Linked DNA regions of Capra hircus: region 1 is linked to region 2. The links are chromatin contacts, called in public Hi-C maps. All regions are on one chromosome and are shown on one strand. The core of a region is the stretch at or near the end of the contact, and the rest is flanking DNA. Distances in the headings are between cores, read along the strand shown.

Region 1 (7,005 bases), core at 3,995-6,494, 190 kb before region 2:
TTGACTATGCCAAAGCCTTTGACGGTGTGGATCACAAGAAACTGTGGAAAATTCTGAAAGAGATGGGAATACCAGACCACCTGACCTGCCTCTTGAGAAATCTGTATGCAGGTCAGGAAGCAACAGTTAGAACTGGACATGGAACAATAGATTGGTTCCAAATAGGAAAAGGAGTACGTCAAGGCTGTATATCGTCACCCTGCTTATTTAACTTCTATGCAGAGTACATCATGAGAAACGCTGGACTGGAAGAAACACAAGCTGGAATCCAGATTTCCGGGAGAAATATCAATAACCTCAGATATGTAGATGCCACCACCCTTATGGCAGAAAGTGAAGAGGAACTAAAAAGCCTCTTGATGAAAGTGAAAGAGGAGAGTGAAAAAGTTGACTTAAAGCTCAACATTCAGAAAATGAAGATCATGGCATCTGGTCCCATCACTTCTTGGGAAACAGTGGAAACAGTGTCAGACTTTATTTTGGGGGGCTCCAAAATCACTGCAGATGCCGATTGCAGCCATGAAATTAAAAGACGCTTACTCCTTGGAAGAAAAGTTATGACCAACCTAGATAGTATATTCAAAAGCAGAGACATTACTTTGCTGACTAAGGTCCGTCTAGTCAAGGCTTTGGTTTTTCCTGTGGTCATGTATGGATGTGAGAGTTGGACTGTGAAGAAGGCTGAGCACCAAAGAATTGATGCTCTTGCACTGTGGTGTTGGAGAAGACTCCTGAGAGTCCCTTGGACTGCAAGGAGATCCAACCAGTCCATTCTGAAGGAGATGAACCCTGGGATTTCTTTGGAAGGAATGATGCTAAAGCTGAAACTCCAGTACTTTGGCCACCTCATGAGAAGAGTTGACTCATTGGAAAAGACTCTGATGCTGGGAAGGATTGGGGGCAGGAGGAGAAGGGGCCGACAGAGGATGAGATGGCTGGATGGCATCACGGACTCGATGGACGTGAGTCTGAGTGAACTCCGGGAGATGGTGATGAACAGGGAAGCCTGGCGTGCTGCAATTCATGGGGTCGCAAAGAATCGGACACAACTGAGCGAATGAACTGAACTGAACTGAACTGTCTGGCACTCAGTAAGAGCTTAGGAACATGAGTGTCATGAGAAAGCAAATGCCTGATGCTGATGGAGATAATTCTAAGATAATCGTTTCTGCTTCTTTTAAGGAATCATGTAATTTCTTCGAAGAAGACATGCAATGACCAACAAGCAAGTGAAAGGATGCTCAACATTGCTAACTGTAAAAGGGACAAATGCAGATCAAAAGGTCCAATCAGGCATCACCTCATATCAGTCAGAATGGCCATTACTAAAAAGTTTACCAATAATCAATGCTGGAGAGGGGGTGAAGAAAAGGGAACCCGCCTGCACTGTTGGTAGGAATGTGAATTGTGCAGCCACTGTGGACAACAGTATGGCGGGTCCTTAAAAAACTAGAAATAGAGTTATCATATGATCCAGCAGTCCTACTCTTGGGCACATATCTGGAAAAACTCTAATTTGAAAAGACACAAGCACCCCAATGTACAAAGCAGCACTATTTACAATAGCCAGGACCTGGAAGCAACCTGAATGTCCATCCACAGATGAATGGAGAAAGCTTGGTGCATGTCCACAAGGGAATATGACTCAGCTAGAAAAATAAGGGATTAATGTCACTCGCATCAATATGGATGGACCTAAAGATCACCATGCTAAACCAAGTAGGTCAGAAAGAGAGACATGTATCATATGATATCACTTAATGTGAAATCTAAAATGTGACACAAATGAACTTATTTACAAAGCAGAAGCAGACTCTCAGACATAGAACACAAAGGGAAAGGTGGGGAGAGATGAATTAGGAGTTTCGGATTAACAGATACAAGCTACTATACATAAAACAGATAAACAGTAAAGTCCTACTGTATAGCACGGGAGCTGTATTCAGTATCTTATAATAAGCTGTAATGGAAAAGAAGATGGAAAAAGAATATACATATATTCTGGATCACCAGAATATATTTTGATGTGCTATACATCAGAAACTACCAGACCATTGTAAATGTGAAAAGTGAAAGTTGCTCAGTCATATCTGACTCTTTGCTACACCATGGACTGTACATTCCATGGCATTCTCCAGGCCAGAATACTGGAGAGGGTAGCCTTTCCCTTCTCCAGGGGATCTTCCCAACCCAGGGATCAAACCCAGGTCTCCTGCATTGCAGGTGGATTCTTTACCAGCTGAGCCACAAGGGAAGCCCAGAAATACTGGAGAAGTAGCCTATCCCTTCTCCAGGGGATCTTCCCGACCCAGGAATTGAACCAAGGTCTCCTGCATTGCAGGCTGATTATTTTTTTACCAACTGAGCTATCAGGGAAGCCCATATGAATTTGGGGTTGAACTCATCACTTTAGTCATGTCTAACTCTGCAACCCTATGGACTGTTCCACCAGGCTCCTCTGTTCATGGGATTCTCCAGGCCAGAATACTGGAGAGAGTAGGCTTTCCCTTCTCCAGGAAATCTCCCCAACCCAGGGATTGAACCCAGGTCTCCCGCATTGCAGGTGGATTCTTTACCAGCTGAGCCACAAGGGAAGCCCAAGAATACTGGAGTGGGTAGCCTATCCCTTCACCAGCAGATCTTCCTGACTCAGGAATCAAACCAGGGTCTCCTGCATTGCAGGCGGATTCTTAACCAACTGAGCTATCAGGGAAGAAAATTAACTGTACTTCAATTTTAAAAAATAATGCAGTTGTCCAGTAAGGGAGATGAAGTGATACAGGGAATAGCCAAGCAGGGAATACTCTGTAGCCTGGGGGCAGGGAGCAAAATGTGTGTGTGTGTGTTGTGGGGAGAACTACGGGGAAGGGGCTCGTGGGAAGGCTCCCCCCAGAGATGGCGCAAGTCTGGAAAGATGAGGCAGGGGACAAACAGCCCAGCGGAGCACGTTGTAGGCAGAGGGCACCACCAGGAAGGAGGTCGTGGATCCGCCGGGGAGCAGTGGTAGTGCCTTGTGGCCTCGGGTGGCTTAAACTTTGGGTCCCTGTGGAAACAGGCCAGTTCCAGGAGGGAGGGGCCTTGACCCTCACATTTGAATAGACTTTCCTTTAGGGAGGGGATCAGGTGGCCAGAGAGAGACAGGGACAGGCAGATTTGTGTTCTAGAAGCTCCCTCTGGCTGCGGGGAGGAGGGATGGACAATGAAATCAGTAGAAATGTGGGTCCAGGCAGGAGATGGGGAGGCCTGGTCCAAGGTAGTAGGTATGGGAATGAGGGGGGCGAGGGGGCCCCAGAGGGGAAGGGGGAGTTGAGGAGGAGGAGAAGACAGGACCCCCACCCTTTCCAGACCCTGGCCAAATTTCCCCTTCTTTCTAGGGGTCTGCCCTTACCTGCTCCCTCCCTCTTCTGACCTCAGACACAACTATCCCAGACCTAAGATGACCCCTCAGTGTAAGCATGGGATAGTGCGGCCCCTCCAACATCCCTCCATTAGAGCACTTATTTTGATTGCGGCAACCATTTATGGAGGACATGCTGTATTCCAGGCACCACACACACACGTGCACACACACACACACACACACACACACACTCACCATCTCATTTAAACCCCACAAGAATCTCACAAGGTAGATATTATGGCTTCCATTCTGAAGATGAGAATCTCAAGGATCAGAGAGGTTAAGTAATTTTCTCAAAGTCACACAACTAGTAAGAATGAATCAAGATTCCCCCAAATTAGCTAATCTGTGGAAAATGTTGGCACCAGAGCCTGGCATATAATAGACACTCAATACATGCTAACCACTATTTTTATTATTATTATTTTTTTAACCACTATTTTTTAAAAAAAACTTTTTATTTTGTGTTGGAGCACAGCTGACCAACAGTGTTGTGATGGTTTCAGGCGCGTCGTAAAGGACCTTGGCCATACACACACATGTATCCATTCTCCCCCAAACTCCCCTCCCAGCCAGGCTGCCACATTACATTGAGCAGAGTTCCCTGCGCTATTTAATAGGTCCTTGTTGGTTATCCACTTTACAGCAGTGTGTACATGTCGATCCCAAACTCTCTAACTATCCCTTCCCCATCCTTCCCCCTGACAATCACTGGTTCATTCTCTAAGTCTGTGAGTCTCATTCTATTTTGTAAATAAGTTCATTTATATCGTTTATTTTTACTCCCCATATAAGGGATGTCATACAATGTTTCTCCTTTTCTGTCTTCACTCAGCAGGACAATCTCTAGGTCCATCCGTGATGCTGCAAAAGGCATTATTTTATTCTTTTCAGTGCTAGCCACTATTTTCATTAGTATCATCGGCTAGATCTGTCTGACTGCAGAGCCCCCGGCCACCCTGGGGGCCTCTTTGATGCATCTGTTCTCGTGGTCTCTTATCGCCTTGTCTTCCCCATTGGGCTAAGGGGTCCTGCAGAGCAGAAGCCTGGTGTGCTTACTCTGCGGGTCCCCAGCACCCCTCATGGGGCAGGCACAGAGTAGGTGTCAGTGACTGTTGAATAAGTAAAAGCAAGATCAAGCCTCTTGAGGGCAAGTACTATGTTTCTCCAAGAATCCTGGGATTTCTCCAGCCATGTGTGTCCTGAAGAATCACAAGACCTCTCTGTGGGAGGAGGCTTGGTTCTCACTTCAGCCTGGACACTGTTTCTCTTTCTAGCCAGCTTTCTCCTACCCTCAGTACTCAGCCGGCAATCAGCTCCTACTGGCAATCCCTCCTCCCAGCCCTGGGGTGTCCACGCTGGAGGCAAAGTTCAGCAGAGCACACCCACCCTCCCTCTCTGGAACACCATGGCCCACCCACACATAGGCCTGGGCGTGGAGCGGAGTCCCAACCTGGAGTCCCAACCTGGCCTCTTAGCTTTTGGTGGGAGCCCAGGGAAGGCCTTCTGTGCTCTGGTCCACCCCACGAGGCACCATGAAGAGTTAATTCATTCTGGTCTCCCAGAGACTGGACAGGCACAGGGCCAACCCTGCCTCCTGACACCTGGGTCTGCCCCTCGGCTCGGTGTGTAGTTCCCTTGTCTGGGTCTCAGTATCCTCAGCTGAAAGCTGATCTCGGTCATTTCGATCACTCTTAGCTCAGCCTTGTTGATTTGCTAAAGAATCCAGCTGGATGGAAAACGAAGAAGTTGTACTAAGATCTCTCCCAGTGCTTCTGAGGGTCCTTGAGGCTCCCAGGGGGAAGTGGTATAATTCCATAGACCACTAGGTGGCACTAGCGGGTCACCCATCGCCCTGAAGACTGTCTTCAGGAAGCATTCCACTACAGGATTAAGACCGCTGACGGTATCTTCCCACTGCAGACAAGCCAGCTGGAGGAGGCAGGGTATGCCGGAATTAGGGACCAGATTTAGGGTCAGGCAAACTTGAACTTGGAGGTTCCACGCTAGAGCCTTCTCCTAATGAGTGTCCTGGACTCTGCTTGGCAATTAGTTTGCCAGGTGAACTTCGGCAAGCTAAATGACCTGAGACTTCAGTTTCTTCATCTGGAAAGCAAGATAAGTCTCTTCTCCTGGGGCATCACAGAGGTCGGATGAGACTGGGGCGCATAGAATGTCCATCCTGCCTTCTGGCCTGTTACTATCTGTCACTAGTCATTACCACTTTAGTCTCAGAATCTCCCCCGGGAAGAACCTTGGGCAGGATGCCCAGAGATCTAGGTCTGCTTTTGGCGAGTCCCCTCCCATCTTTGGTCCTCTGTTGGCCTCAACCAGCCCTGAGGGACTGAGAGTATCATGGAAAAATAAGGGCTTGGGAATCAGACAGACTTGGGTGTGAAGCCCACCCATTTCTCCTCTTCCCAGCTGTGTGACCTCAGGCCTCTCTGGGCCTCTCTGGTAATTACCTAATTATTTGTGATATTTGTTCAAAGCCTGCCTTCTTGGTTCTAAGTTCTATGATGGCCAGGATCGTGCCTATTTATCTCCTCTACATAAACTCAATACTCAGCTCAGCATGGGCTGAAAACTAGTTCATAACAAGAGCTGCTATTATTATTTCATTATTACTATTATCATTATTGTGGTTGCTAATTATATTGTACATTCCTCAGCACCAACAGTAGGGCTATGTTCAGAGCTCTTCTGGCATTATCTCTAACAACCCTCTACCATTATCTCTATTTCATAGGTGACAAAACAGGGCTGGAGGGGTTAAGCCCTTGCCCAGTGTCACACAGCTACAAAGTGGCAGAAGCTGGGATTTGAAACTGAACCTCAAAACAGATTGTGGTGACAGGTGTAGTAAGGGGAGTAATGACCCTCCAAAGACACCTACATCCTAATCCCCTAAACACTTGTGTTCCCTTAGCTGGAGAAGGGAACTCTGCAGATATGATTAAAGGAAAGATCTCGTGTGCATGCTGAGTTGCTTCGGTCGTGTCTGACTCTTTGCGACCCCATGGACTGTAGCCCGCGAGGCTTGTCTGTTCACGGGATTCTCAAGGCAAGAATACTGGAGTGGGTAGTCATTCCCTCCTCCAGGGAGTCTTCCCAACCCAGAGATGGAACCGGGATTGGCAGGCGGGTTCTTTACCACTCACGCCACCTGATGGGGACACTGTCCTGACTTACCCAGGAGTCCCAAGTGGGAAGGAGGAGACAAGACAGCAGCAGCAGAGGGGAGAGAGCCACGTGATGCGGATGAAGTCAGCATACTCTAGAAAGGCATGGAAGAGGACTCTCCCCTGGGGACTCCAGAAGGAGTTGACTCCAGCTCTGTTGACACATTTTGCCCAGTGAGACTGATCTCCGACTTCTGACCTCCAGAGCTGTAAGGTAATTAATGCATGTTGTTTCAAGCGACCAAGTTTGTGGTAATTTGTTATAGCAGCAGAGGGAAACTAATACACGGATATGAGATAATGTCCAAGAAGCACCTGGCATACAGTTGGTGCTCACTAAGGGCTCTTTCCTTCCCTGCAGTAACCCTCTTTCCTCATTCAGCTGTAACAAAACAGTAGAGAGGGCACCAGCTTCCAAGATCT
Region 2 (6,974 bases), core at 2,199-4,698:
GACTAAATGGTGCATCCAGCCCACTTCAGGGGCACACACACATTTGTTTGTGCAATCATGCACTTATGATGCACACACATGTGTGCACACAGACTTGCACACAAGACTCTTCTAGCCCCAAAGCAGCCCTAGGCATTGCCTCAGTATCAGAATAAAATGCACCTCATCTGACCCCCCAGTAGGACTCTCTCCTCCAAGAAGAGGGGCCAGTCCACTTCCCAGCAGTGTAACCTTGGATTGAGTAGTTGACCTTTCTGAGCCCACTTCTCTCCTCCACAAGATGGACATTCTTTTTTTTTTTTTTTAATGTTTATTTTTGTCTGTGCTGGGTCTTCACTACGGTGTGCGGGCTTCTCATTGAGGTAGCTCCTCTTGTCGCAGAGCACGGGCTCTCGGGTGCGAGGGCTCCAGTACTTGCGGCGTGTGGGCTCAGTAGTTGTGGCTCCCAGGCTCCAGAGTGCAGGCTCAACAGTTGCGGTGCATGGGCTTGGTTGCCTGGATCAGGGATCGAACCTGTGTCTCCTGCATCAGCAGGTGGATTCTTTACCGCTGAGTTGCCAGGGAAGCCGTGATTCCTTTCCTTTCCATCTCAGGAGCCCCAGGACTGGCTGCTCTCACCCCTACCCTGTGCAGCCCAAGGGCAGGTTACTCTCCTGGTGCACCACTAGCTTCCTCTTTTCAGGGGCTATCCTAGGGCTGGGGTGGGGGTGGTGAGTGCAAAGAGGTTCGCAGCTTGGGTTTCACTTCCTTTCTGCCCCTGGGGCTGCCAGCTCACCGGAGGGGCAGCTCACATGGCCCAGGGCCTCCCCTACCTGCTCTGCTGTCCTGGTCGGCAGCCATTTTCCCACTCCTGTGTGTCCTGGAGTGGGAGAAGAACCCTGAGACCCCATGTTGCTACCTCTGTTATTAGGATGTCTAGCCTCATATATTTCGGAGAGGGCAATGGCACCCCACTCCAGTACTATCACCTGGAAAATCCCAGGGATGGAGGAGCCTGGTAGGCTGCAGTCCATGGGGTCGCTAAAAGTTGGACACGACTTAGCGACTTCACTTTCACTTTTCACTTTCATGCATTGGAGAAGGAAATGGCAACCCACTCCAGTGTTCTTGCCTGGAGAATCCCAGGGACGGGGGAGCCTGGTGGGCTGCCGTCTATGGGGTCGCACAGAGTCGGACACGACTGAAGCGACTCAGCAGCAGCAGCAGCAGCCTCATATATGTATATTTTTTTCTTTCAGAGAGAGGATTGTGGAGTTTGGGAGTTGAGGGAGCAGAAGAGCAGAGTGGGAGGGAGTCCCAGGATCACTTAGTCAATCTCTTGGGTTGACAGCTGGGGATACTGAGGCCCCGGGAGGGAAGGGCTTGCCTCAAACCACACGGTAAACCAGTGGCCATGTGAACCATCCAGTGTGTCTGCTGACCCCCTGCCAGTGCTAGGCCTGCACAGCCTCTAGCCTGATAAATAAGGCCCCCTGCCCTGGCCTTCCTGAGCTCCTGGGGTGGGCTGGGACAGCGAGGCAGTACACCTGCCCGGACAGGGCCCCTCCCCTCTCTAGGCTGCTGTTTCCCTCTCTGTGATAACACAGTGGCCCAGCCAGCTGTAACTCGGCATGAAGCCAGCTGGACTACAGGGGAAAGAGGTACAGGCTGGCCTCAGGCAGGGGCTGGGAGAGGCCACGAGTCCTGAGTCAGAAGCAAAGAGAGACGAAGGGGCCTGGTCCTGGTGCCCCAGGGTGGGTGGAAGGGAACCCCACCAGGTCACTCCCTTGGATCTGCTCTAAAACACAGCAGGTGGCAACGGGGTCCAGGACAGCCCCTGGCCTAGGCTCTGGGTGTCTGTGGTCTCCTTGCTTTCACCTCCTTCCCGCTCTGCTCTGCCCCTGGCCCCCAGGGCTGCTTTCTTTGACCCCCAACGCCAGACTGGCCCAAGGATGGATTAAACTGCCCTCGAACCCCTACCAGGGGAGGGGACATGGAGAGGGTGGAGGTGGGCGTGACACATGGTTACCCCTCTGCAGAGCTGGTGTGGGTCATGGTGATTCTGTTCTGGGACAGGGGCCAAAGCAGAGCAGGCATGTCCTAGGAAGATGGCCAGAGGGACACTGTATATCTGAGCACGTGGACTGAATGTGTCTCCCTCAAATTCATCTGTTGAAGTCCTAGCCCCTAAGACTTGAAAATGTGACTATATTTGCAGACAGGGTCTTCAAAGAGGTAATTAAAATAAAATGAGGTCACTAGTGAAGTGAGAGACAGATTCATGCCTGACTTTTGGCGACCTCATGGACTGTGGCCCTTGTGGCCCTAACCCAGTATGACTGGTGTAGAGGAGATGAGGCCGCAGATGCACACAGAGGGAAGATGGCTGTCTGCAAATCAAGGAGAGAAGCCTCCAGACAAGCAACCTGTTGGCACTGTAACCCCCGCGGCCTGGAACTATGAGATAAAACACTTCTGCTGTTTAAGCCCCCAGTCTGTGGAACTTTGTTATGGCAGTCCTAGCACACGAACCCACTAAGGCTTTTTGTTTTTTGAGATGTAAGAGGCAGGCAATGGTAGTTTGGAGGTGCAAATTCTAGATTTGTGCAAACCTTTGGATGGTTTGTGGGGACAATGGGACTCACACATCACCTTGGAGAGGCTTTCTCTGACCATCCTTTTTTTTAACAAAACAAAACAAAACAAAACAACTTTTTGGCTGTTCTACGTGGCATGCGGGATTTAGCTCCCAACCCAGGATCAAACCTGAGCCCCTTACAGTGGAAGCAGGGAGTCTTAACCACTGGACTGCCAGGGAAGTCCCTGACCATGCTTCTTAAAGTGAAATCCCCTCTTCCTCTTCCGTCCTGAGTAATTGGTCCAAAGTCATTAGACAGTACCAGGCAAGGCAGGAAACAGCCTTGGGGTGGGGCTGTGCTGCGGTGGCCCCAGGCAGGGTGGGGTCTGAGCAGGGGTTCTGGTGGTCCACCCAGGGATGTCGGGATCCAAGGAAGGTGAGTACACCTTCAGGGTTGGGCCGGTGCGGGCAGAGGGTGATTGGCTACCCACGGGGCTGAGCAAATAGGTCTGTACATGAAGGGCAGCGGGAACCAGGCTCTGCAGTTAAAGAGGGGGCACAGGGAACGGAAAACTGGAGGGGATCTGTGGTGTTGGGTTGTGACTGTATAAACTTGTGCTATCATGCAAATACAGGTGGAACTAGAATTACACGTGGATCCGCATGCTGCATCCACTGAGCGTCCCCTCAGGAATGAATGCACCCTGTAACCTTGTAGGAGGTACTCGCAGCTTTGGGGAGCTCAGAGGGCCAAGGCTCCATGTTGCCCACCCAGGGCTCTCTTGCGGGTCCCTCCTTTCCTCAACTCAGAGGCGCTGGCCCCACTGGCCCTGGGACGTGGAGTACTGCTGCCACCTTGTGGTGGCTGTGGAACACTGCCCTGACCCAGAGTCACCCCTGGAGAGGGCGGGGATGGGACCGGGGGAAGGCTTTCCGAAGTGCCCGCCGTGAGTCAGCAGGACCATCCAAGACCAGTGGGCAGATCCTGCTTCTCTCCCACTGCTTGGATCAAGGTACCACAGCCCCACTCAGGGGCAGCAGCTGTTGTGGAACCCAGGTTGTCTGGGAGGCAGCCAGCACCTTTGAGAACTGGAAAAGCAATACTGGAGGCTGAACTGGGGTCTCTGAAATTACAGGGCAGTGCGCCTGGCTGTGTCTGATGCAGAGGCCGCTCTGGTTGGAGGTGGACATGTTGGAACATTTCCTTGACAGGTGTTATGCCTCTTAATTGACCTCGTAACAGTCCACCAGGACTTCCCTGGTGGCTCAGACGGGAAAGCGTCTGTCTACAGTGCGGGAGACCTGGGTTCCATCCCTGGGTTGGGAAGATCCCCTGGAGAAGGAAATGGCAATCCTCTCCAGGACTATTGCCTGGAAAATCCCATGGACAGAGGAGCCTGGTAGTCTACAGCCCATGGGGTCCCAAAGAGTCGGACACGACTGAGCTCAGTCGACTTCACTTCAACAGCCCTATGAGGGAGCAACTGCCGTCAGCTCATTTACAAGTGAGATAACAGGAGGCACAGGGAGTTAAGAATTTGCCTAAAGCCACACAGCTCAGAAGGGCTGCACCATGACTGGCTATTGTATGACAACTGGGAGGGGGGAAGTGGGCTCACTGTCCAGGCTCAGGGTTGGGTTTGGTGGGTCAGGGAAGCCTGGAGAGAGCAAAGGGGTGGAGGCTCTGCCAGGGGCCTTTGAAGGCAGCTCTGGTCCGTACTTCCCCTCTCCCTACCCACCTAACTGGCTCCATTCAACCTCCCCAGACCCCTGGCTGGGTACCATTTCCGAGGCAGTTGGGCCCAGCAGGAGCCGCTGGCGCCTGGATAATCCTGCCTCCGCCCGCAGGCCAAGGCACCCCTGCAGTTGGCCCTCCTTTAAGTGGGGCCCCGCAGCTTCCTGATGCTGCGATTGACCTGGGGCTTGTGGCCTCAAACACGGCCTGGTGCCAGGAGATCCAGCCTGGCCAGCGCTGGTGGCTTCTGCCAGGGTTCCCTCACCCATCGCAGCGCCAGAGGCCCTCTCTCTGGAGGGGCCCTAAGGCGGGGCTGCGCTGTGCTGCCCCCTGCAGAGGAAGCCTGGACACCTTCGAGGCCAGGCTCTCTGGGGCAGGCCCCACCTCACTGGCCTTGGGCCCTGTCTGACCTTCAGGCTCTGTTCCCTGGCATCAGCCTCTGCTTTCTTCACGTCAGAGTAGGTGGTTTGTGTGGAACTTACACCTGTGTCTACTACCCCCTGCCCTCCCATGGGGCCCACTGGGCCTGGCACATTCACCTCTTGAGTTCTCAGTACACAGAACCACATCTGGTGTGCCACTGGGGTACCCACACGCAGGAAAGAACAGGCAACTTTAGCCATGCACAGGCCACGAGCCCCTGGAGCTCCCACTGAGGGTTTCCTGGCTCGCTGTCACTCACCTGGAGCAGCAGGGGCAGCGAGGAGCGGGGGCAGCGGCGTCCAGAGCACCGGGTCCCACCCTTCGCTCCCGGCTCCCCCAACCCCATTTCCCACTCGAGAGCAGCGGTTAAAACCACTGACTCCACAGGACCGTTGTGAGGTGTGGAAAGGCCCAGGCTGGGGGAGGGCCCACAACAGCAATGTGGGGTGGTGAGAGCTGAGGGGCTGCAGGGGAAGGGCCCCAGCCTCCGGGGGACCCAGGTCAGAGGCTTGGAGGCTCAGTGAGTAGGTGGGACACCTGCCGGAGCTCAGCAGCATAGCTTGCCCACCCCCCCACCCGACCGTGTGTGTGAGCGTGCCCGGGAGCAGTCCCGTCAGGCCAAGGGGTGGGGGGTAACCCACCTATTATCACCACAGTCCTCTTATCTGACCACCAGAGGCTCCCAACCTCATGATACAGGTGGGTATTATGAAAAAGATGGTCACAAAATGCAGGTGCTTTGGGGCCTTCCTCCCACACAGAATTCAGCTACCACCCGAGGCTGGTGGTCGGGTGCACTGCTGCTGACCACTGGCCAGAACAGCCCAGGAAGGAGCCTCTAGAAGCCATCTGCTGTCCTGAGTGCTGTTGGGGGGTGGCAGCCTGGTGAGTCCGGCTGCGGTCCCCTGCACCCGGCCACCTCTGCGTGACCTGAGGCAGGAGAAGGTGGAGAGGTGCTGGGGACGGTGCGCCAGCCTGGTACTCCAACTCTGGCCTCTCCCCCGTTCTGAGTCTGAGCATCCTTGGGCAGGGCTGGCACGGGGGTCACTGCCGAGTAGCCAGGCAAGGCTGGACCGCATCCGGGAGATGCGTAATATTAATCTTGTGAGAACCAGAGCCTTCCCACTACCTGGGCAGACACAGCTAATTCATGCAGGATGCAGGAGGTAACCTTTAGACCAGTCAAGCTTGGTGTGACTGAAGAGTCCTAAAAAGTTGTCAGACCAGGCTGACACTAGTTGCCCAGGGACAGGGACACAGCTGCTCCCCAGCGGGTGGTGTGGAGAGAAAGGTGGTTCAGGCTGGAGAGACAGGTCAGAGGTCACATCCAGCTGTCTTTCTCCAGGCTTGCTTTTCTTCACGCTCTGAGCCGCGGCCTGGACAGTGAGCCCCCTCCTCCCTGCCTGGCGGATGGACTCGCCTTTGGTCCCATGTACCTGCTTTGCAGCTACTCCCCTTGCCCCAGCCCCTCATGGAGGCCTGGCTGGGCCTGGTCTCCTGTGCGCCCGGCTCCAAGCCACGCCTCGGAACATACAGCCCACCTATTGCTCACGGGACATGGGGGTTGCTGAGGCCCCTGGATCCACTCCGGTCACTCAGCTCCCAGGCCCAGGTATTCCGACTTCTGCTCTCCTCCACAGACTGACCTTTCAGGCAGGTCAGTTGTTCTAGCCACACACCAGCCCCCTTCCCTTCTACCACCGAGGGGTTGCTGGGTTGGGGGCTCCCATGTGCCTCAAGCAGTGACTCTCGGGGAGCCTGGTGTGAAGATTCCAGCCCGGAAAAGGCTGTGCTCTGAGACCAGGGCACCTGAGCTGCCACAGAGATGAGAACTGACACCAGCACCTGACCTGTGGCCCAGCTCCTGAGCCGTTGTGCCAAGGCCTCCACACTGAGCCTCAGCGCTGCCATCTGAAAAATGGGGATGATGTACTGACGCATGAGGAAGTGCCCAGCACCTGATAAACTAGTGCACCTGGAGCGGCTCACACGACCCACTGAGTCAGAGACTCGGCCTCTGGAAAATGAGATGCAACTTTGCTTCACCCACGGTTGTGGATTCGATGCCATGAGCTCACGGAGAGCCTGGCACCTGGGCCTTGGACCGCATGCCTGCGTCCTCCCTGCAGGCTCAGTGGCCTGCCACACCCACACCTGCTCCGCCTCTGTGATCACAGAGCTCCTGCTGCTGGGCAGGGGCTGGCCTGAGGCTGCGGACAGGTCACCCACAGAGAGCAACAGGGCCGCCTGGCAGGCAAC

What was found. A called contact is a pair of places that touch in the nucleus more often than the background predicts.
Region 1: a Hi-C map of blood shows a contact between it and region 2, with 8 times the contacts expected there. The contact joins two enhancer-like sites. A contact is called at or near these places in 2 of 5 Hi-C or Micro-C datasets (both in blood).

What each region holds. Positions count from the first base shown.
Region 1 is chr5:72,466,555-72,473,559 of ARS1.2, reverse strand. No RefSeq gene overlaps it. Among named protein-coding and RNA genes, the nearest start is that of MB, 38 kb to the left of the region's middle. Within about 2 kb of position 5,244, at least 2 of the 5 cell types and tissues checked have an H3K27ac peak or open chromatin away from gene starts, as enhancers often do.
Region 2 is chr5:72,270,980-72,277,953 of ARS1.2, reverse strand. No RefSeq gene overlaps it. Among named protein-coding and RNA genes, the nearest start is that of HMOX1, 30 kb to the left of the region's middle. Within about 2 kb of position 3,448, at least 3 of the 5 cell types and tissues checked have an H3K27ac peak or open chromatin away from gene starts, as enhancers often do.